3 separate regions of the Mus musculus genome follow, and regions 1 and 3 are each linked to region 2. A link is a contact called in public HiCAR-type and HiChIP or PLAC-seq data. All regions are on one chromosome and are shown on one strand. Each heading gives the region's core, a stretch centred on a gene start, on an enhancer-like site or on the middle of the called end of the contact. The rest is flanking DNA. Distances are from core to core; before and after follow the strand shown.

Region 1 (4,171 bases), core at 872-3,371, 2.7 Mb before region 2:
ACCTGGCTTTCAGCAGCAGTGAAGCATAGGCAGGCAAGGATGATGGGCAGCCTGGGACGTACACAGATATAACCAGGCACTGTGGTAGGGCTGCCACAAACCAAGCTAAAGAGGGCTGTAGGAAGGCAGGGAACTGCCCACGTGCCCACATTCTCAACCTGTGGGTTGCAACTCCATCGGGGGTCCAAAGACCCTTTCACAAGGGTTGCCTAAGACCACTGAAAACAGATATTTACACTATGATCCATAACAATAGCAAAATTAGTTAGTTATGAACCAGCAACGAAAATAATCTCACAGTGGGGGGGGGGTCACAAATGAGGAACTCTATTAAAACTGCCTTAAACACATGTTTGTTTTTTAAAAAGCAACAGCATCCTTTTTCAACTTGCTTTCAGAGGTGACTAAACGGATGACTGTTCCTCTATTAGCCCTCCCAAACTAAGGTGCTGATTGGTCTTACCACAACAGCTACTGCGATTTGGTCCATGAGAAGAGTCTGTTCTTGCCAAGATGTATTTCAATATTCCTTCCATTGGCAGCTTTTTAAAGGTCCTAGTCCTTAACTTCTGCCATCTCCTGCCCGCTTCTCTACTCAAGAAGTCATAGAAGTAAGGGGGCACAGAGAGGAGGATGTGAGCGGGCTGTCTTGTCTTCCCTTCCCTGTAAGTCATTTCCCTCAAGATCGGGATCCTCCCCTGATTAGGGAGAGAAAGGCAACTTGAGCCAGAACAGCTTGGCCAGATCAGGCAGGAAAAAAAAAAAAAGGTGGGGGTGGTGACAGTGGAGGGGAGCAGGGAGAAGCAGACGAAACAGAGGAAGGATGGGGAGGGGGACAAAGGAAAGGGTGGGAAAGGGAAGGAGGGGGAGGGAAGCCGATTCATATCAGCTGTGGCTACACCACTCTGCCTAGCTATGAAGGCACAGTCAGCTCCCCCTCCCCCTCCCCAACCCAGGAAGACCTTGTAAGGGCATGGAGTAAAAAATGGTCCCAGGGCCAGCAGTCTTGATGCTTCAATTCTGGCTGAGTATGCGCGTCTTTAAAATCTCCTTTGACTTAGTTACTGTGCACTGCATTCACGACCCCCCAGTTTCCTTTATCTTTAAAAATGGGGGTGAGAAAGTCTCTACTCCCAGAAAGGGGAAAGGAAAATGTTATGGTATACATCCTTTGGTCTGGAAATCACTGCCATGGAGGCTGAGATTTGCAAGTGGGTCAAAGAGAAATAGACATTGCATTATCTATTTCTGAGAGGGCACGTGAAGCCACAATAATGACTTCGCAAGTGGGTCGTTTCCCACCCGCCCCAGAAAGGTGAATTCAAGGGTTTCCCTGGGAAAGGGTGGCTGGGCAGACTAGGAATTTTCTCCCCTTCTATCTACTGAAGGAAGAATCCCGACGCACGAAGAAGGCATCAAGCCATCGGGGTTCAGAAACGGTTCAAATCTTCCCGAAGGGTCCCTGGCCGGGAGCGTGTGACCTCCGCCAGGCGATGAGTTCGCCCCAGCCTCAGTTTCTACGGTTGGACAGTAGGCTCCCTGCGGCATCCGGGGCCGCACACCGTTCAGGGCGGACGAGACTGCGCCAACCCCATGTCCCGTTCGGCGCGGCGGGCCCAGCCTGTCCCTCGGGGCATGGCCACCGCCCAGGCCTCGGCCGCCGGCCACGCGGCCACCACGCCCCGACTCCCCAGCCGCCGCCCCTCCCGCCCGGCCCCACCCGGCCGGTCCGACTCACCCGTGTAGTGCACCACGCAGGTCTGGCCGCGCTTTGGGAAGGTGCGCCCTGAGGAGAGACAAGACTGCAGGTGAGTGGCTGCGAGCGGCGGCCGGGAAACGGGCGGCGGGTGTCTACTCACCGTCTCCAGGAGAGATGGTCTCCACCTGCACTCCCATGGCGGCGGCGGCGGCGGCGGCGTTGGCGGAGGAGGAGGAAAAGGACGCGGGTGGCGGCGCGACGGGCGGCGTGGAGCCGGAGCGGACCTGGCGGCGGTTCAGAGGTTCGGCTTCGTCCCTCTCGTGGCTCCTGCGCACGCGCACCGCACCGCACGGCACGCCCCGCCCTATTTGCGCGAGGCGCTCACATCCCTGAAGCGGGGCAGCTAGGCGGAGGGACCGGAAGTCCGGAGGCCACAGACCCCCGGATGCAGCTGCGGCGGAAGGCGCGTCCTGTTGGCTACTCCCGGTTTTCCTCTGCGTTTCTCCGCCTCGGAGACGCCGCAGTAATAACGGGCCCACCAGCTACTGACGAGCTCACTCAGAGATGCTTTACTTGCGCACACCTAACTAATTGCCCTGTAAGGACGATAGCTGTGAGTAGGCCTTGTACCTGTGGAACCAAGGAAACGTCTGTAAGTGGCCCTAGGTTCCGAGCTCCTTCTTGGAAGAGTCAGTATTAACACTAGCCTGCGTGAAAGCCCACTCTTCCACGAATACGTATATATTAAATATATGGAAATAGAGAGGGGAGTGGTGGCGCACGACTTTAATCCCAGCCCTGGTGTAGTCTACAGAGCGAGTTCCAGAGCAGCAAGGGAAGATAACCCCTGTCTCAAACAAACAAAAAGAAAAAAGTCATATATGTATGTATGGGGCTCTTGTGAGTTTTGCTTGAATACCTTCAGTACTTTAAAGAATAAAAACTTAATGGGCTGGAAAGATGGCTCGGGTGTTAAAAGCACTGGCTGCTCTTCCTGAGTTCAATTCCCACACCCACACGGCAGTTCACAACTATCTGTTACCTCCAGTTCCAGGGAATCATATACTCGGTGTACAGATGGATACATAGACAGAACACTCATTCACATAAAATAAAACTGCCAGGGTTGCTGGTGCAGACCTGTAACCCCAGTGCTGAGGATAGGAACACAGTCAGTCTAGCCTATTCAGTGAGCTCCAGGCCAGTGAGAAACCTTGTATTAAAAGAGGTAGACAGAGACCATAGAGACCACGTTCCCAAAGACCACGTGTCCAGCTGAACCAATCTGCCTCCATCTTAGGCTGAATTCAGAAATTCAGAAGCTGGATCCTGCCCTCTGGCCCTCTGGGACTGAGGAATTGTACCTTAGGGGTGCACACCTTGGAGAAAGCACACACCTCCAGTTTGTTGGACAGCAGGATCAAAAACCAACCCACCAACACCTTAAAAACATATGTATTTATTTTATGGAGGCATCCTCTGGTAAGTCATAGAAACTTTTAATGTTTTTTTTTTTGGTGACATCTGGTTTCTGGTTCTGTCAGATCCCAATCTAGGGACTATAAACTGCTCCAGAGGCGATCTACACCACAACAGCTCCACAAACAAAACCAAAAAGTCCTGGACTTGCTGAAAGTTGATATAAATCAGTCTAGTCGATGTGATACTTCCTGTCTCTTCATCTGGGTCAGCAAACCAGCTTCGGATGAATACCTCACTACCCTAGCCCACCCTGGCCTTTGGGTAATACCCCAGCCTTACTGGGCTCTAACAGTGGCATCCTAATTTTTGCAGGAAGTAGGTTTAGAGGAGAATACATCTCTTGTTCTCAACAAAGGGTCGGAATATTAGGTCTAATGGAACTAACTCCCTGGCAAAGGAGACAAAATAAGTACTTAAAGAACTTATTGGCATACCAAGATTATGTGGCCTTAAAATATTGGTTTTATCTATGCTAACCAAACAGGTATAATTTATGATTTCATCATTTGATATGCTCCAAATTTTGTTTTCACCCAGATAAAGAATGCTAAGACCTTACCAAAGATTTCACAGGGACACAGAAGACAAGCAGGGAATGAAGATCCAGCCTGCAACCATCTTAGGCTTAAAAGCCATCTTATCATAAAGACAAAGGAGGTCCATTCCTATTTATGATTAAACTTCTGTTTTTCAAGGATTGGGCTATGACTCACCTGTAATCTTAACTACAAATAGTTCAGTACTGCCTGTTCCAGGAATGGCAGTCATGTCTTTGTTTCAAAGAATTGTTTATAACCATCTTGTTTCAAAAGATTATATGACCACCTTGTTATGACTATGACTACCTTGTTACTCCCATCTTGCAACCATGTCTTTGTTTCAAGAGATCATGAGGGCTGACTTGTTTGCTCTGGTCCTATAACTCCACATATTTTGCCCATCAAATCCCCCATCTGGAAATTCCCTACCCCTGAGCTATGAAAGCCTTAT
Region 2 (4,334 bases), core at 868-3,367:
GACTGTAATGATATTTTACTGAAAATTACTAAAAATTCCAGAAGCTTCTTAGTCAGTGGAGAAAGTCAAAAGAGTGACCAGGATTGACTACAATGGAATTTTCTTAAGGTAGAGAAGTACGCAGAACAATGTCTACGGGGAACTAAACCTAAGGCGAGTTGATTTTTAAGACAAAGGATTCTAGTGAACTGCAATGAGAAACCCCCAGGGGAGTCTTGTATGGCCTGGTCTGGGAACAGAGTACAAGATAAGGATCAGGCAGCCAGGGATGGCCAATTTCAGCCCTTGTACTATGGCTGGTTGCTCTGCCAGTTTTTTACAGTGGAGCACAGATGGTCACCATGGTGGGGACAGCAAACAAGCCTCCTAAAATCATGGACATGGTATCCCTCCGTGTTTTGGACTATCCTCGTCTCTTTGTTTTATACGTCTAGACCTTAGATCCAAAGTCAGGACCTCTCACTGACAGCAAGACAAGTCAAACCTTAAGAGAAGCAGTTAGAGAAGGTAAAAACCAAACACAAAAAGAAAGTAGAAGGATTTTTCAAAAAGGACGACAGTTCAGAAGGGACAGAGAGCTCTCTAAAAGTAAACAACAAAACTATAGATAACAAGTATAGAGATAAAACTAAACAATTAGACTTGGCTAATGATCTATGTGATTGAGATTGCTTCATTGGAATGTTAGTAAAATATTTACAGGGCTACTCTGAACTAGCTAGTTTTCCCATGCTATATTGTTCCAAATGATACCAGGATTGCTGCATGGCAAATAACTGTAGTCTTCCGAATTGTCATTACTGACCAGTTTTGATGCATTGTTTTTGGGCTATCTTAATGACATGCAGGGATGTCCTGTATACAGTAGAGTAGCTTGTTAAAAGTACCAGTTACAGCCAAGGAAATGCATGTTTGGTACAAAGGACTCAATCCAGCCGAAGGCTCTTCTCACTGACCTTTAACAAAAACTAAACACCACCAACAAAAAAGTTAGAAAACAAAGAAACCAATAATCTTCCACAGGAAGCCTGCCAAACCTCTAAGGCAGGGATATAGTGCTTCCTGGTTTTGTGAGCCCTTGCTGCCATAGTTGTGGCACAGAGTAGTCCAGCAGCCAGCAGTATCAGAGTCAGCATCAGAAACCCAGATGCTATATCAGTACCACCTCAGAACTTAATTGTGGTAACTCCCCAGTTCAGATGATGTTTCCAGACTTGCATAGGGCTCTAGGTAAAGATGAGGATAGGGAACAGAGACTGGGAAGTGTCAGCAAGGAAGGGTAAAGGTGGGTTACACCGAGGATGCAAATACAGTTGGATACCAAGGATAGAATCTTATGTTCTACAGCATAATAGTGTGACTACATTTAAACACATATGTCTATATATGTGGATGGATAGATATGGATAGATGGATAATTGGTTAGATAGTTAGGTGATAGATGCATATATATAAACAAAATGTGATGTATACATTTATATATCACATTTTAAATGATATAGAAAAGCTTAAGCTTCCAAAAGCTTGCAAATATGTCACATTCAACACAATAACTAAAGATATAGAAAAGCCAATTACCATGATCTGATTACCATATATTACATACAAATATAAAATTATGGCACTACACACAGTTAATATGCTACATTGTGTCTTCTGGAAAAGCACTGGGTGAGGAACTGGTCCAGTCTCAGTTCAGCCCTGTGTGGCCAGAACCAAAAAAAGAAGAGTGCTAGACTTCTGCCAGTAGTGGGGAGAGGGAAGTTTGGCCCTTTTTCTAGTTCTAGGGGAAGAAGGGAATGACACTGGATAGAAACTATGATAAATCAACAGAAAAAGGGCAGCAGTGTGGGAATTCTCCCTCCTCGGTCCATGTTAACTAGAGAGGATGTACAGAGCCTGGAGGGATATGAAAAGCTTACTTCTACTAGCGTGGGATTAGAAGCAGAAGACAAACAAAACCTGTGTCCTATGCCACTGTAAGAAAGCTGGACATGCAGCCAGTTCCTGATGGATTCCTGGACCAGTTCTCAGTCCAGCTTCTGCAACCCTGGGAAGGCCACTTATGACAATTATAGATGCGGCTGCTTCTATGTTTAGCCAAGAAGCAAAGCCAATTAGTCTGGGATTGCTGCCCCTTCTTAATACAAGAGAGCTGGCTGACAGTGATGTCCTTTATTCTACCCTCTCTTGTTCCTCAGAGGAAAAATTAAGATTCAGAAAGAGACAAAGCTTTCATTCATCCTGGCCAGTTAATTAGGACTCAGTCTGACCAAGTGTTAAGAATTCAGAATGCTTAAGCAGCTTTCGAAAGTCTCCCGAGTCTTCTCCAATGAGCCAGGGAGTGTTTTCAGATGCGGCTTGAATGTTTTGTTTTAATACACTCTGTCAGATACAATCTCTATTCCCACTATACATCATCTGGTCAAATGTGTTTCTTGTTTCTTATTCTTGGAAGTGAAATTAATAATGGAAAGCAGAAAAAGATTTTTTTCAGTTTGGACACAGTGGGAGAGGGACAAAGAGATCCATTGACCACCACTCCCTATCCCCACCCCTGCACACACACACACACACACACACACACACACACATCTTCAAGATCCAGAAGTGAGATTAAAATTTAAATAGAGGGCCAAGGATATGTATATCTAAGCAGTCCTAATCTAGGTATGGTCTGCCCACCATTGATCTATTCCAGTCTAGACTTCAGTCTCATCCTGGAGGGTGGTCTGTCAAGATATTAGAACTATGTTAAATCTCTTTCCTAATTATAAGTTTTTCATCTATCTGGGCCTTTCCTTCTCCCAGCAGGAGATTACTGGAAGAAATCTCCATTTCTTTGGGGTCCATTGTTTCAATAGTCTCTTCGAATTGTCTTCATTTCTGCCTAGCCAGTTACAGGAACACAAAACTTGATCCTGTCTTGTTTCATTATTTTCCTCCCAGCTGTTTGGGATTAGAGTTGTTTAACACCCAGAAAAGCACATGTAAATCTAAGGTCTCACGGACAGTTTTTGAGAAAATTTGGCTCCAACTGGGATCTGTTGGGGTATTTCTCATTCACTGAGTCATGTGCCTGCGGGTCTTGGTCTCACAACGGTTCTTCACTTGCTGGGTTCCTTACCTAGGCCCTTGATCCTCCAAAAGGCATTGTGTTTGTCCTGGCGCACTTCCCATTTCCACAAAAAAGGAACAGAATCCATTTGCTTCCTTTTTCTGTCTGAACTGTTTAGAGAAGAGCTCTCTGCTTCCACACCTATGTCACCCAACCCTCTACCTTGGGACTGTTTAAGGACCAAAAGAGGAAACATAACAGGACCTGGACCACAATTTGAGAACTAGTAGACTGTACCAAATGTATTGATTCCCCAACCTCATCTTCTGCCTACCTCCTACCTCTTTCCTTTTCTTGTTACGTTTCTCTACCTTGAATCATTTCCTCATTGTTTCTCACAGCCACAGGATAAAAAGGAATTAGATTTCTTCAGCATCTGGTTTTGGGTCTTAGGAAAGACCTTCATTCATGTGGGATAACCCTTCTTGCCAAAGAACTTTTAGCCACACACCCCTACAGGCCCTTGAAGTTCATTCAGCCCAGAGCACATGAGTCAGATCAATCAGGGAATGAGTATGAAGACTTTTGCCTTGAAAGTCATAGGTCAGGTTCACTGGGAAAATGTCTCCTGTACCAATGCATTCAAGGCTATTTCTCACTTGTTCTTCTATGAGATTAACTGTATTCAGCTTTATAATGAGGTCCTTGATCCACTTGAGTTTTTGTGCAGGGGTGATAAATATGGATTTATTTGCATTCTTCTACATGCAGACATCCAGTTAGGCCAGCACCATTTGATGAAGATGTTTGATGTTTTCGATTGTATGGTTTTGGCTTCTTTGTCAAAAATCAAGTGTCCATGGATGTGTAGGTTTATTTCTGGGTCTTCGATTCTATTCCATTGATTGACCTGTCTGTCTCTGTGCCAATACCATGTAGTTTTTATTACTGTTGCTCTTTAGTACAGCTTGAGGTCAGGCATGGCGATTCCACCAGAGGTTCTTTTATCATTGAGAAGAGTTTTCAGGTGTTGAAGTGTTCTTGGATTTGGTTTGAGAGAATTTTGTTGAGGATTTGTGCATTGATGGTCATAAATGAAATTGGCCTGAAGTTCTCTTTCTCTGTTGAGTGTTTGTGTGGTTTAGGTATCGGGGTAATTATGGCCTTATTGAAGGAGTTAGGTAGTGTTCCTTCTGATTCTACTTTGTGGAATAATTTGGGGAGTATTGGTATTAGCCCTTCTTTGAAAGTCTGGTAGGAGCGACTCAACTCTTAG
Region 3 (3,870 bases), core at 272-2,771, 2.0 Mb before region 2:
AGCGTACCCAGTGTGGAAGCATATTTAAACATTAGGAGACCAAGAGATAAGGATCATATTGACAAAATCTAGCTCTACACCCTCTCTGTCTCCTCCCTCCAGTTCTTCCCCTCCTCCTCTTCTTCCTCCTCCCCCCCCCCTCCTCTGTATAATGGAACCCCAATCCTCAGGTATACTGAGGAAATGCTATCACTGAGCTATATTCAGCTCTTTTTATTTGTGTTATTTTGAGACAGAAGCCGCTAAATTGCCTGGGTTGGCCTCCAATCTGCAACCCTCCTGATGTCAGCTTCTGTAATAACTTCAGGCATGTCCTACCAGGGCTATTTGTTCTTTTGTTTTTCTATAAAGATTTTATGACTGATAGGTCAAAACTATCTTTAAGCATTTAATTTCCTTTTTGAATATTCAAATCTATAGTACTATTTTGTTGATGTTTTAAAGACTGTAGATATTCATACAGTATGAACATAGGTTATAATATAGCAAAAATGGTAAAGAAATTCTTGAATTGCAAGTTGTAACTATCATTACAAAGGCAACAACATAATCCATTACATTTCTAAGTTCCTATTAAATCTTTATCAGTTGCCAATATTTTTCAAACTGATTACATGCATGTTGAAATTACAAAAGTAACTCATTAGTAAAATGCATGCTATATCAAACAAAACAAAAACTATTAAAAGCTACAACGTGTCCTTTCATTTTTTTTCAGGTGGATTGAATTATTAAATTTGGATGTCAGAGTGCAAATTCCTCTTTGAAACGGATTTCCTTGCCTTCTTACCAGTCCTAATCGTTCTTATGAAGATCCAAACTTTAATAGAAGACTTCAAAGCATACGCAGGCAGTTCATTTTCTTACATTCAGCGAAAGAAAAAGTGAATATATGGGAGGCAGAGGCAGGCGGATTTCTCAGTTCGAGGCCAGCCTGGTCTACAAAGTAAGTTCCAGGACAGCCAGGGCTACACAGAGAAACCCTGACTCGAAAAGACAAAAAAAAAAAAAAAAAAGTAAATATAAACTTGTTTAAACAATACATTAGCTACTGGAGTCTCTCTCTCTCTGTAAAGCTTTTTTGTTGAGTATATCAAATCTAGAGAACATCTGGGGCTCTAGCTTTTTAGGGGCGCCAAATGCCCTAAAGAGGGAGTAGAGAGAGCCTATTTTGCCCAGCAAACGGAGCTAGTGCCCTCAAGGACTCCCTAGCACCCTCCCCATTCGGACCACTTAGATCTTAGATAGGGCCTGCCTCAGTTCGTAGGCAGAGGGCACCTGAGTTGCACCTAAAGCAACCCAGCAGGAGAATCCAAACTGGCCCTAATCCGTTTCGTAAACGCACTAAGACCCTTCAGACTAGCCCTGCCCTGAAAATGACCCGCAGTTTCAGCTTATTCCGCCCTTCTCCAAGATGGCTGTGGCTGGCGCTGGGGATGCTGGGCGCGCTGCTTGTGAAGCGGAGCTGCCGGGGGCGTGTCTGGGGCGGGGCTTCCTGGACTCGTGCGCTGATTGGCCGCGGTGGCCGACCGGCCTCCGGCGCTGGTCCATAGCGGGCGCCGCGGCCTGGGGCTGGGATGTGACCCGCAGTGGGCTCCCGGCTCCGGGTGGTGACGGCTGTGAGCGGCGGCGACTGCAGCGAGGTCGGCGCAGGCGGGCGGGCGAAACCAGGGCGCCGAGAGCTGCTGCCGACAGGGCCGCGGGATGAGGAAGCGGACCGAGCCCGTCACCTTGGAGCATGAGCGCTGCGCCGCCTCAGGCTCGTCCTCCTCCGGCTCGGCCGCCGCGGCGCTGGACGCCGACTGCAGCTTGAAGCAGAACCTGCGTCTGGCGGGCAAGGGGACGGCAGAGCCGCACAGCGCATCCGACGCGGGCATGAAGCGGGCGCTGGGCAGGTGAGATGCGGTGCAGACACGCGCGGGCCCCTCACCTGGAGGGCAGGTAGTCCCAGGCTCCCACCTTCAGAGATCTGCTGCGGGAGCATCACACGGTTCCATCCTCCCGGCGTCCTCTTCGACCCTTCTAAAGACTACCTCCCCTCGTCTGGCCCGCAGGGACCGTCCAACCCCATTCTTTCCTCCAAACATCTGCCTCTGGAGCTCTCCTTCAACCCCCATCTCACCCTCCCACCCCCTCCACGAGCTGCTCACTAACCCACCCAGCACCCTGGCTGGCATCCTTATCAGGTTAGCCTGCAGAGATACTTAGTGGTTGAGTCCATAGTAATCAGGGGCCCAGTATTCCTGACTGGCTCTGGAAAGAGTCTCCCGAGGAGTTTGAAAGGCTGCCCTTAAGAAGAGGACCACGCAGGGTGAACGGCAAGACCAAAGACCCTGCAAGTGCTCTTAGCCAGTTCACCTGCTTTGCCTTGACCGTATATGGAGCTCAGTAGCAACTCTCCTGTCTGGTCCTTCCCTTCGCTAGCTAATCGCAGGTCAGAGCTGCATTCACCGACCCCCTTTCAAGGGTTAAGCCGTTTTCAGAATCCAAAGGAAAGGATGGATGGATGCATCCATTCTCAGCTGTTGGAGAGAACTGGTGGTTGTCTATGCAGGTAGTTAGTTACAAAGCACTTGAAATCTGCACAGGAATTGGTCATTGAAAATTACTCTGTAAGGTCCTGGAATCTTCTGGGATTGGTCGGTGAGTTAGACTTGCATCCTTCTTTTAGGATGGAGAAGAGGCAGTTATGTAAAGCTGATCTCAAAATTGAGTAGCCTGTTTTATATAGGAATAGGTTTCTTTCCCTCTATCTGGTTTCTTAATTTGATAGTTTGTAGACTATTATCTCTGTTGGCAGTTTTGAAGCCTTGATAGTGTATGACCAGAAATATTAGTTTGCAATGTTCCTAAGTCAGGAGTTGTAGCAGTCATTTCTTTTTGCATCAATTGATCGTTTGTTGTATATGTTAAACATTTACCCAAGAAAGAAAATCAGAGCTTGAAGCTCTGTGCTTAAAAGATCATGAACTTCAACTACCGAGATCTTTAAGTCAGTGATTCTCCATCTTGCAGAAAGACCAGAACTGGCTGTTTGTAGGTAAAATTTACTACCAGAGCGTGGGTGAGATTGCTGATCTGGGGAAGGCTCCTGCCATCAGGCCTAATGACCTGAGATCTATCCTTCTTGTGACTTAATGGTGAAAGGAGAGAACTGTCTCCCATAAGTTGGCTTTTGACCTCCATGCAGACCACCTCACATACATGCACACAAAATAAATGGATAGCATGTAATTAAAAATGAACTAGCAGGTGATCAATCTTTTGAAAGACTTATGTACTCTTTACTTTGTCTTAAGAAAAGTTTACCTTCTTTAAAATCCCTTGATAATTCGATTGCACTTTTATTCATATGCTTTGCATATAGCTTAGATAACTTAGAAATTCTTTCGTTGAAAAAAAATCAAATTGCTATGTACAGCCATGTTTGGGAGGCCAGCAGGAATACTGCTCTGACACCTTCCTTGCATTAAAAGGACCTGATTGATATTGTAGTACAAAGAGAATCATTCAGATGGTGCCCACATCCTCTGAATGAACAGAGGCTTTGGGGGAATAAAGCATAATGAAGGAAGGCCAGATCGGACCGGACCATTACTCCATAGTTGTTTTCCCCTGTTGCCTTGGCCAGGCTTTCTGGCGCTTCACTCAGGCCAGCCCAGCGCAGCCCTGTTTACCGTCTTACTTACCTGACTTTGTAACGCATGAATACTTGTTGAGTTGTTTTACCTGTCTCCTCCCCAACAAGAATGGAAATGCAATGAGAGTAGGTTGCTCTCTCCACCTCTGCATTCCCAGGGCATGCCAAGAGATAGCAAACAAACAAACAAGCAAACAAATAAAATTTAAAAAGCCCGTTGAGTAAGTGAG

What was found. HiCAR-type assays count read pairs that join an accessible place to other places. HiChIP or PLAC-seq counts read pairs in DNA pulled down with a chosen protein or histone mark.
Region 1: a contact with region 2 is called in a HiCAR-type map of astrocytes, with 5 times the contacts expected there. The contact joins the promoter of Fkbp1a here to the enhancer-like site in region 2. A contact is called at or near these places in 6 of 39 promoter capture datasets (the 3T3-L1 cell line, cranial neural crest, frontonasal cranial neural crest and 2 more) and 1 of 115 datasets of contacts at active chromatin or transcription factors (astrocytes).
Region 3: an H3K4me3 HiChIP or PLAC-seq map of embryonic forebrain shows a contact between it and region 2, with 8 times the contacts expected there. The contact joins the promoter of Abhd12 here to the enhancer-like site in region 2. A contact is called at or near these places in 7 of 39 promoter capture datasets (the 3T3-L1 cell line, cranial neural crest, hippocampal neurons and 3 more), 3 of 115 datasets of contacts at active chromatin or transcription factors (astrocytes, embryonic forebrain and extraembryonic endoderm stem cells) and 1 of 9 other capture datasets (liver).

What each region holds. Positions count from the first base shown.
Region 1 is chr2:151,540,433-151,544,603 of GRCm38.p6, reverse strand. It overlaps Fkbp1a (FK506 binding protein 1a), which reads right to left and starts at 2,121. Exons shown (of 5, transcript NM_008019.3): 1 at 1,860-2,121; 2 at 1,739-1,786. The coding sequence starts at 1,896. Gm14167 (predicted gene 14167) reads left to right here and starts at 2,133. Exons shown (of 3, transcript NR_166213.1): 1 at 2,133-2,351; 2 at 3,000-3,181; 3 at 3,719-3,878.
Region 2 is chr2:148,888,029-148,892,362 of GRCm38.p6, reverse strand. No RefSeq gene overlaps it. Among named protein-coding and RNA genes, the nearest start is that of Cst3, 15 kb to the right of the region's middle. Within about 2 kb of position 2,117, at least 92 of the 459 cell types and tissues checked have an H3K27ac peak or open chromatin away from gene starts, as enhancers often do. A contact at or near this core is called in astrocytes, embryonic forebrain and extraembryonic endoderm stem cells, where this site is marked.
Region 3 is chr2:150,902,382-150,906,251 of GRCm38.p6, reverse strand. Abhd12 (abhydrolase domain containing 12) reads left to right here and starts at 1,521. Exons shown (of 13, transcript NM_024465.3): 1 at 1,521-1,895. The coding sequence starts at 1,705.